Regions from separate parts of the Mus musculus genome. Here all the other regions are linked to region 1. The links are chromatin contacts, called in public Hi-C maps. All regions are on one chromosome and are shown on one strand. The core of a region is the stretch at or near the end of the contact, and the rest is flanking DNA. Distances in the headings are between cores, read along the strand shown. Region 1 has its middle 56 kb from the start of Gm12018. Region 2 has its middle 140 kb from the start of Gm12022. Region 3 has its middle 12 kb from the start of Gm31505.

Region 1 (3,188 bases), core at 228-2,727:
AATGAATATAGAAACCTCCTACTCCTTTGTAAGTTTGTCAGTGAATAGACTGGGTTCTAACTTTGCATGGGTAAGAGCAAGAAGGCTTGCTGTACCTTTAGACCGTATGCCTTGACTTTTGTGCCTCATGTACACAGATGCTGTCTGTCTGGTGCTACACAGGCAGCTCTTGCTTGATTGCTCTGGAGTGTCTGCCTCATCTGCAAAATGAGTGAAATAAAAAAACCCAAGTCAGAATAAGAACTGAGAGAGTGTGAAAGCCACACTTGGGTCACTGAGTCATTGAAAGCTCCCTCTGTTCACGTGTTCCTCCCTGTCACTGCCCTGATGTCACCTAATCCCTTCTGATTTTACTTATTTTGAATTAAAAAAATTAAAAATCCCTTGCATTTTACCCATTTTTTATTAAAGTCACTTTTAAGCTATGTCTTCCAAATGTGCCTGTGGCTTCCTGTCTTAGCAATGTATATGCATTAAAAGTACAGCAACAAATTTCCTTCAGTTCGGGTTTTGTTAAAATACTTTGAATGACAATTCAAACACATTCATCTGTATTTGAAAACTTGATCTGATTAAACTTGGTTTTCACATCTTATATTTGCCAAAGCGTGCTTCATTTTGTGGCTATTTTTTGTTTTTTGTTAGTCTGTTTGTTTTGTTTTTTCAGTGATTGATAAGCTGCTTTGAGAAGAAAACTCAGGACCAGGCTTCATTCCAGGCCACTCAGCCAAAGCCTGGTGTCTTCATCGCACAATCCATGTCTTCTGCCTCAAGATGAAGGGACTCACTCACCGAAGGCTTAAAATGAGGTTTAAGCAAGCACACTTTTCATGCTAAACAAAGCATGCCATCATTTTATTTTACAAGTTATGGGTGTGCTTTTAATAAACTCACCGTCACACACACATACAAAGAAATAAATAGATTTGTTCTGCTTAAACCGGCATACAAAGAGCTTGGAAGGAAGGACAAAAAATCTTTAACACCTCTTAGGCAATGGAAGGGAACTTCACACTTCAGCCTCATGTCAAGAATGTGTGATAACAATTTGACAGGTAGTAAGTGGATTCTGTCCCAGGCCTTGCAGGGAGATGACCCTGGAGCATAATGGTGTGATCTGCAGGCCCTTAGCTTCCTGCCCAGCAGGGGGTAGCCAAGTGCCGGCAACCGGGAAGCAATTCAGTCCTGCAGGAAACAGCCTCCCAGCTAGAAATAGCCCTCTGATTGTAGAAGCCAGCTCTTCTGATTAATGCCAATACTTGAATTATTTGTTCCAAAATAGCTACTCATCCGAGGCCTATCTTGGGATCTGGAGCTTAGGCGACTGTGTCCTTTGAAAAGAGATTTTAAAAAATAAAGATAAGTTATTTACTTGCCCAAGACTTCAACTGAATATTGGGCTGTAAAGGCAGGAGGATTTCATTTTCCTGTTTGAGTCTTCTTTGTCTTCCCCAGTGTGCTAAGGGTATGAGTTTCCACAGATGTGGATAGGCAGGTCTGGTCGGCTGCCCTGGCTCTTTGAGTGCATGGCTGCTGGTAGGAGAGCTTAGCCACTGTCACAGGACATCTCCTCAGAGAACCTGGGAGCCAGCCGGTGACAGAGCTGAGGAGCCAAGGTGATGACTGACAGGAGAGAAGACAGGAGAAAATTCTCCAGTAGGAAAAAGGATGTGTGTTGGGGAGGTGGGAGTGGGGTGGTGGGCTGAGAGGTGACTGCAGAAAGGAGCAGCATCCTGCTGTCGGCCTGTCTGCTGCTCCAGCTACTTGCTGACTGACCTGCCTACTCAGAATGGGTCCTTCTGGCCTTCACATACTCACCTTGTTGCTTCCCGCTCAGGCCATTTTCCGTCAGTGCTGCGTTTCTTTGTTGTTGTATTTTTTTCCCAGTTCAATGAACCCTCACATTATGGGTTTCTGTTGTCATTCTAACCTCTAATACACAACCATTACGTCTTATCTCGTCTTCTAAATTACTTCAAAATCCAATTACAAAACCCTTTCTCCTCCAAGAGCACACAACTCTCCACATTACTGAAATGCCGGGCTTTGCTTTGTCTTTCTAAATTAATAATAGCTACCATTTTCCGTCTGTTCTTTCCGAGGGATTCGGTTATATCACCACATAGACTAACAAAATGCCGATTATGATTCTTTTGCCTTTTTGATGGGCTACAAAAAAGCTAAAGATAATTTCCCAAATATTCATAAAAGATCTGTCAGTTTTTAGAATCAACTTTTTGAAACTCAATCTCTAAAGAAGACAGCATTTTAAAATCAGTTAAAATTTAAATTAAATCAGCCAGATTTTCACCCTTGATTTACATTGCAGAAGCCAGTCTCTTCCAAAGGTTTTAGACATTTGAATAGGTCTGTTTGTTTTCACAGTGATTTTAATAACACAAGTGAATATTTAATCCAATCAATGTCATCGTAATTTTCTCTAATCTAAGGAAAATGGCTGTCTTAAAGGCAAATTTAAATTTTAGTGAATTATAAAATATTTTGGTAAAAGTGAACATGCCAAGAACATTTTAGGAGAAACTTTTAACACATTGAGAATATGCATTTTTGTTTGTTTCTTTTCTTTTGCCTTGATTCTTCTGACAGAGGAGAGGCATAATTGTGACTCATATTTGGAAATTGCTTTTAGAAAATGATTTTCAATTCAAATCTAAATTTAGCTTCGGAAATATTACTTGTTTAAATGTTTTATAATCACAAACATGAAGCAGAACTGTAACTTCTCTCTCTCTCTCTCTCTCTCTCTCTCTCTCTCTCTCTCTCTCTCTCTCTCTCTCCCCCCTTTCTTTCTTCCTTTTTTTCTTTCTTTAAGATAAGGTCTCACTATTTAGCTCTCGTTGTCCTGTAACTAGGTATGACCAGGCTAGCCTTGAACCTACAGTGATCGGCCTGCCTCTGGCTCTGTAGTTGCTTTTCTTACTTTCAAACTCTTTTACTTTTGTGCAAAGTATATTTGACAAACCTAAGGCACCCAATTAATCAATGACAAAATGTGCTTGTATAATAACATACAGACAGAGGTCATGAGCTCTTTTACTTTTAACTCTTCACAATGTAAAATTTCAACTTGTGAATTTTGTAAATTCAAGCTTTGTTTAATAATGTTAAATATATTATAGAATGCTAAGAAGCAGGACACTCCTATCGATATCAGTGTTAGCTAGGCA
Region 2 (3,188 bases), core at 425-2,924, 200 kb after region 1:
GAGCAGGAAATAGATCAAATATGTTTTTTTTCCTCATAGTCCATCTAGTGTTATCACAAAAGGCCCCAAAGTAATTGGCAATACCTCTCTTGAACCTGAGTGATGAATACTTACTCTGTGGCCTTTCTGCTATAAATATAGGACTCGTCCCAGGTGGCATGCTTGTATTATTGGACAGACTTTAATCTTAGAATTATACAGGCCCACATTTTTCCATTGCCAAACACTATTTGCAGTTCTGTCCCAGATGTAACAACCTAATCAAAATAGAATTTCATAGAGCACTACACAGAGGATTGGCTTCTGGGGACTGTGCAACAGGTAGCTGTATGTTTATTGCCTTCTTTTATGAAACTTATACAATGCAATTGCAAAGTGCACAATGAATACTGGGACTTGACTCATAAGTAATGAATTGTAAATAATAAGGTTTAGCATCAGCCAGAAACATTTTCACATACTCAAATGCCAGCGTTCTCACCCACATCTCCACGGACTTTAAATCAACACAGAGCGTTCCCACCTTTCCACAGCGTCCTTCTCAATGACGCAGACTGCCAACTGACCTGCAGCCCTGACAACGAGTGCATCCTTGCTTAGAGTGGAAGAGAGAAACCTTTCATGTACAATAAAGAGAGGTTTTAGGCTTTATTTTTTGTTTTGTTTTGTTTTTGTTTGTTTTTTCAGAGGTCTTTTTCAGAGATGCAGAGATGGTTCAAGGATAAAATAGCCATTTAGAAATGTCAAAGGAGCAAATTTCTGAGCTGAAATCATTTTGGAAAAGGATTTGCTTATAAAACACACTGGAAATATGTTGTCAAAACAATGTTATTTGGAAGTTCAAGAAAAGCATGTCCTTAGATCTCTGTCCCAAGTGCTGGTGACATGACAGCACCTTTGAGCCTTGCTTCTTCTGAGCCTCGTCTTCAAGGTCAAGCTGTCATTTCCACCATCTGCCTGCATTCAATCTGTCCTTTCTATGGCATTTTGAGAAATTAAGTTAAATTCCATAAACACAGAAATCTTAAGTCGCAAAGATATAAGTAGATGGAAAACTGCCAACCTTCTTCTCAGCATCGGCAGCAAATCAGCTCTGTTTTATAAATGTGGAAACTAAAGTTGAGAAATGTTACAAAATCTGATGCACTACTGATTGCACAAAGTAAGACAAAGTCAATAGTCAAAATCTGCTACTGCTCACTAAACGCATCTCCCCTTAAACAGCATGGAAGAGCCATGACATTCAAATTTGCTTAAATATGTGTGCAGCATGAAAGTGTGGCACACCCTTTCAAGAAAAGCACCCTTCCTCACTCCCCACACACCTGGCTACCTCTACCAGATTCATGTTTCTATAAACTGTTATACTACTTGTAACACTGGGATATAACAATTATTTAATTGAATTTTTGTAGCAGATGGTGTAAGTTTATAAATTGCCTCAATTAATGAATAAATAAAAACAAACTGTTGCTCTCATTAGTGTCCCTAAAATATGTAAATGACACACATTTATTTTCATGGCTCACAGATGGAGATGTTGAGGCCCATGGAGGCTTGGTTTGCTTTTGGGCAGGTAGACAGATATTCAATCCCAGAAGAGCTAACAGACTGGCGGTGACTCATTCTTTCTTTTTTATCCAGAACAAAGCTTAAGAGAGTCTGTTTAGAGTGCTTTCTTCCTGTCTCCTTATCTAGTGTTCTGTAATCTAATTTGGCCTTGGCATAGAACAAGTTGAACCAGCAATGAGAGCTTGGATCACAGTCAAGTCTCTGTGCTTCCCTTTCTGAAAAGTCTCACATCCCGAGGCCAGAGAGAAAGCAACAACGACAGAAAGGTGGAGTCCTCTCCCCTGAAAGTACAAGGAAGAACCTGGGTGTCCTCTGTTCAATCTAGGAAAAGGAAGTGGATGGCTATGTTCTTGGAGGTGTGGCACTTCTAAGAATCCTAACATCTGGAACAGAGGTACCTCTGTCCAAAAGAAGCTCTGAGAAGATGCCACAGCTATTCTTGTCCCAGAAGCCTCCACGGTGGTGCTGGTGTAGGGCCAGATGTTCCAGAACTTTTCATGAGGTAGCGTCACACTTGCGGCATTTCACTGGTAGCGAGTGCCACATTAAAATGCCATTTTAGGCAATTAATATTTTATTTATAAACACTTATAAATATTTATCACAAATGGCTGTTTAAATAGTAGCTTGTGAGAAAACAAATCTATTACATTTGTATTAAAAATTCCTTGGATGCTTAATTAAGGGAATATTTAGACAGACCATGAAAATTTTATACCAACTCCTTGAGAAGTCAGGGACAAACCTAGTTAGACTCTCTCATGAAACTGAGGGAATAAATTTGATAAGATGCCACACAAAATGGGGGCATCCAACTTGAGATCCCACGTCAAAATCTTTTCTTTAAACATTGTAAGTAAGATGGACTCATTCTAAATAAATGTCCTGACCTTACCCACAATCAAACTATGTCTCCTCCTTAAAGGTATCTGACTAAGCGTCGCAGCTTCTTCAGCTGTTTTCATCAGATCGCAAACACAATCGGCAGTCCAATTTTTCAACCAGGAAGAAAAATAGTTATTGCCCACATTGATCTGCTGTAGAGCAGAGTGTCTCACCTTATTCTCTTCTTAAAACATAATCGAAGCATTCTATTTTGAGGTCAACAATTTAACAAAGCACAGATATCTTTGTATACATTTAGCACTAAGAGAACATAAGATAGACTAAGTTCTTTTTACTGGCTATATGAGATTTCAATATTTTGAGAATTAGTGTAATTGTAAATGTGTATTTCCTCTCAGTGGCTGTAGTGTTTGTGTGCTTCGTCCTCTGGATTTGCATGTTGATACTACATAGCACTCTATTAGCTTTCATGCATTTGAAGGGTCAAAAAAACAGTGACCGACTTGAAAAGAGACTTGCAATCCCATCACAAGGTTCCAAGACTTGTTCTTTAGAACATCCTGTGGTCATCACAATGTGTTTCTCAATTATGATTAATTGAACTTGGTTTTTGTAGCAGACAAGTTCACTCTCCTATAGCACTAAGCAGTTTGAAATAGTACTAAGAGCATCAATGTCATCTTGGGAATTCTAAGGCCACCTGGCCCCTTTAGCTGCTTTTAATGATATGAAATATATATTTGAAAACTAGGATTATTATTCACAGTGGA
Region 3 (3,188 bases), core at 328-2,827, 140 kb before region 1:
AAGAATTCGATGGAGGACTTTTCCCCTCCTTTTCTCGAATTTTCTTCTTCTGTAATTTCAAAAACATGTCAAGTAAATCATTTGTCTAATATCCTAAATTACGGCAAAATGGCTAAAGATAGGAACATTTTGGACTTGTAAAATTTTTACGTTAAAGTGAAGGTATGAAAACCTGTCAAAGTAATTTTGTTCTATCTAGTCAGTAGAAAGTGTTTGGAAACTTGGACTGCATTTTCTTTACCCTCTTCCAGGTTTCTCTGCATAGATTCTTGGTTTTTCATCAAGAGAAGCTTTAGTCATGTTAATTCACCTCTGTACAACCTGTTTTCTGTCTGATTTTTTTTTTTTTAATGCCCCAGTCACTGGCTCCAGAGCAGCAGTAGGCATCGGTCTCTTTGATTCTCTGTGGTATTTTCCCCAGGATTTCTTCCCACATTGCTGTACAGTAAGATTTCTATTTTATTGAAGAATTACCTACTTTTAGCAACAAAGAAATGATTATCATTACTCTGTAAAAGCAGTAGTGCTAAGAATATTTCTAAGCAAAACGCTATAGAAAAAGCAAACAGTATAAAGTAGCTCTTTCTATTCTCTGACAGACCATGAGTTCAAAAAAAAAAATCTTGTTCTTCCCCAAGTTATATTTTAAAGGGGTTAAGCAATCATTCAGATAATCGGACTTCATTGCTTTGAAATTTTATCAAAGTGTCCTCAATCCTTGAGCTGATATCCAGGTCCATTTTGCCAATCGGATAAAGCCTCTTAGATCTTTTTCCTAGAGGCATGAGTGGTTAACTTGATCTTATTGTGCTTCGAAAGAGTCTGTGCTACGCATCATTTTTCATAAGTGCGATTTGTTGTGTTAGGAAAACTCCAGAGAGACTCCTTGTTAGAATGGATTTTGGCTGCCAAGGGCACATTGCTACTAGAACCTCCTTTGTTTTATAGTGAATGAGTTTTAGAAATGTTCTCTGCTTAACCATAAGAGAAACAGAGCAAGGTGAGGGGGAAATTAGCATATGGGGAAATAAAGACTTTATTTCTCAGATTTGGGATGATTTTAAAAGCAGAAGATCAGGGAAGCTAGGCTTGGTGGTGCATACCTTTAATCCTAGCACGCTAAGGTAGAGGCAGAAGCAGGGGGATCTCTGAGAGTTCTCATCTATTTAAGAAATTCCAGGTCAACCAGAGCTAGGAAGTGAAGCCCTGTCTTTAAATAAACAAGGGTGGGCGGGGGGGGGGGAACTGAAAAAAAAAAAGATAAGAGGAAACTATTAACAAAGACCAGCCCTAAGAAAATTCCTTATTTGGAAGCATTGCTTTCATTAAGACTCTTATTCTTCCCCCTCCCCCTTACGTCTCCTTCTCTCCTCCTCCTCCTTACTGCCCCTCCCTCTCGACCCATCCTTAGAAGGTAAAAGGTTTGAAGACAGCTGCCTCCTTTTATTTTACCTTTGTAAAGGCCAGCGATCCCAAGCGCCCACTTGTATCCAGACCAAGACTCACAGCCTTTGCCTGGAAAGAGCACTAGGTGGTGCCCATTTACTTTGCAGTGGAAAGGGGATTCCCCAGGGGAGCAACTCTGGGGAAACTCATCCGGCCCCAGCCTCCTCAGTCAGTGAGAAGTCCTCCTCTAAGAGGTGGTCAGGAGAATGAATGGTGTCCTGTTTTTTTCTCACTTCCTTAAAGCATACCGGACTTGCCCTTTTAGGACACAGCTTTCGTTTAGAGAGAGTGTGTGTTTGCAAATGTGGGGGTGGGAGTAGAGGGGCCTCAAACATCCCCTTTGGAATGAGAAGAGGAATAAAGGCTGCGCCCTCCATCTGTGTGCATAAACAGCACAGCCCGAGTCTCTTGCCAAGACTGCGGTCCTGCCAGATCATCTGGGCATCACGGTGCACATGCTCGCCTTATTTTTCTGCTTTGCCTATAATAAAGCCGTAAAAAATCGAAGAAAGGTGACTCTTAAATTCTACTTTGCATCTTCACAACAATAATTCTTTGTCAAATTAAATCCTGTTAATTTGAAGATTCTGCATCCCAGTGTTAATTTCCACGCCTACTCCTTGATGGGGTGGCTTTCTACTGCTGGGCTTATTCCTTAAAAAATAAAATCTTCTTAGGCTTGCTGAACAGCTTGTTGCTTTGTTTTCAAGGAGAGTAGGTAACTGGCTAAAATGATGTGTTCTCTGTTTTCCTGTTTTCCCCACTCAAGGGGCTGTCAGATCTGTTTTAAAATGTAGAAACACTTGGAAGTTTTCTTTTTTCTTTGTAAAGATCTGTAGCAACTGGCATAATCATGTTAATTGTCACAAAAATGGGAATAAGAGACAATTCATGTAGAAATATATAAAATATTCATCTTTCTGTGACTCTAGTCCCAAAGTTGAGCTGAGTGGAGCTAAGCCCTCCATGTGTTTTTGTTTTGCTTTAAAGAAGGCAAGACAAATGGTTGTCTCAACATCTGACTAGACTCTTCTAGCAAAACCTGGATTCTGTCACGATGAGGGGAGAATAAGACGTAGTTTCAAGAAGTTAAACTAAGGGCAAAGTTTTCTGAAGCCATGAGAACCACTTCTGAGCTCTTGCTGCCGGGTCATATGTCATGGTATGTGGCAGCTGACTGCTCATTAATTCTATTTATATCAGTGTGAGAACCCACCCCACTGAGTACGCATGTGTTAAAATATTCATAAATTATGTTTATTTAGAACAAATATACAATAAATGCCAAAATAAGAGCATTATTTAACCACCAAACTAGCCGACTACTAAATAAGCAAGGCTTTTCACTGCCAATATGGTACAGTGCACTTTGTTAGACTGTCCTATCCAGTATTTCCTTGAGAATGCTCACCTTTTGTTTTCTCAATTCCACAAAGGAAATAGGTTTCACTGAAAGGAATAGAGTTGGGAAACAAAGGATGCTCTGCTACTGAAGAGCAATAATAAATTTGACTAGAGCAAATGAGAAATGCACTTTAGCAATCTAAAATCCAAGAAAGTGTTCACTAATTCATGCACACTTGGACTGAATCGGGCAGTGTTTCCTGAAAACAAATCAAGTTAAGCAGACCAGATGAACTCTTGATAAAGTTGGCTGAAAAAAAAAATAGAAATTTTAATTATATATATTTTTCTCAAAATAAAGAATGGCTAAAAACAAATTTACATCACTGTGAACTGAA

What was found. Hi-C and Micro-C count contacts between places; a contact is called where the count stands out from the background.
Region 2: a contact with region 1 is called in a Hi-C map of the N1E-115 cell line, with 7 times the contacts expected there. The contact joins two enhancer-like sites. A contact is called at or near these places in 2 of 484 Hi-C or Micro-C datasets (the N1E-115 cell line and myocytes) and 1 of 9 other capture datasets (embryonic tail).
Region 3: a contact with region 1 is called in a Hi-C map of the N1E-115 cell line, with 16 times the contacts expected there. The contact joins two enhancer-like sites. A contact is called at or near these places in 1 of 39 promoter capture datasets (the 3T3-L1 cell line) and 13 of 484 Hi-C or Micro-C datasets (the 3T3-L1 cell line, the N1E-115 cell line, embryonic fibroblasts and 4 more).

What each region holds. Positions count from the first base shown.
Region 1 is chr11:18,150,829-18,154,016 of GRCm38.p6, forward strand. No RefSeq gene overlaps it. Among named protein-coding and RNA genes, the nearest start is that of Gm12018, 56 kb to the left of the region's middle. Within about 2 kb of position 1,478, at least 19 of the 459 cell types and tissues checked have an H3K27ac peak or open chromatin away from gene starts, as enhancers often do. A contact at or near this core is called in the N1E-115 cell line, where this site is marked.
Region 2 is chr11:18,353,332-18,356,519 of GRCm38.p6, forward strand. No RefSeq gene overlaps it. Among named protein-coding and RNA genes, the nearest start is that of Gm12022, 140 kb to the right of the region's middle. Within about 2 kb of position 1,675, at least 2 of the 459 cell types and tissues checked have an H3K27ac peak or open chromatin away from gene starts, as enhancers often do. A contact at or near this core is called in the N1E-115 cell line, where this site is marked.
Region 3 is chr11:18,009,709-18,012,896 of GRCm38.p6, forward strand. No RefSeq gene overlaps it. Among named protein-coding and RNA genes, the nearest start is that of Gm31505, 12 kb to the left of the region's middle. Within about 2 kb of position 1,578, at least 35 of the 459 cell types and tissues checked have an H3K27ac peak or open chromatin away from gene starts, as enhancers often do. A contact at or near this core is called in the N1E-115 cell line, where this site is marked.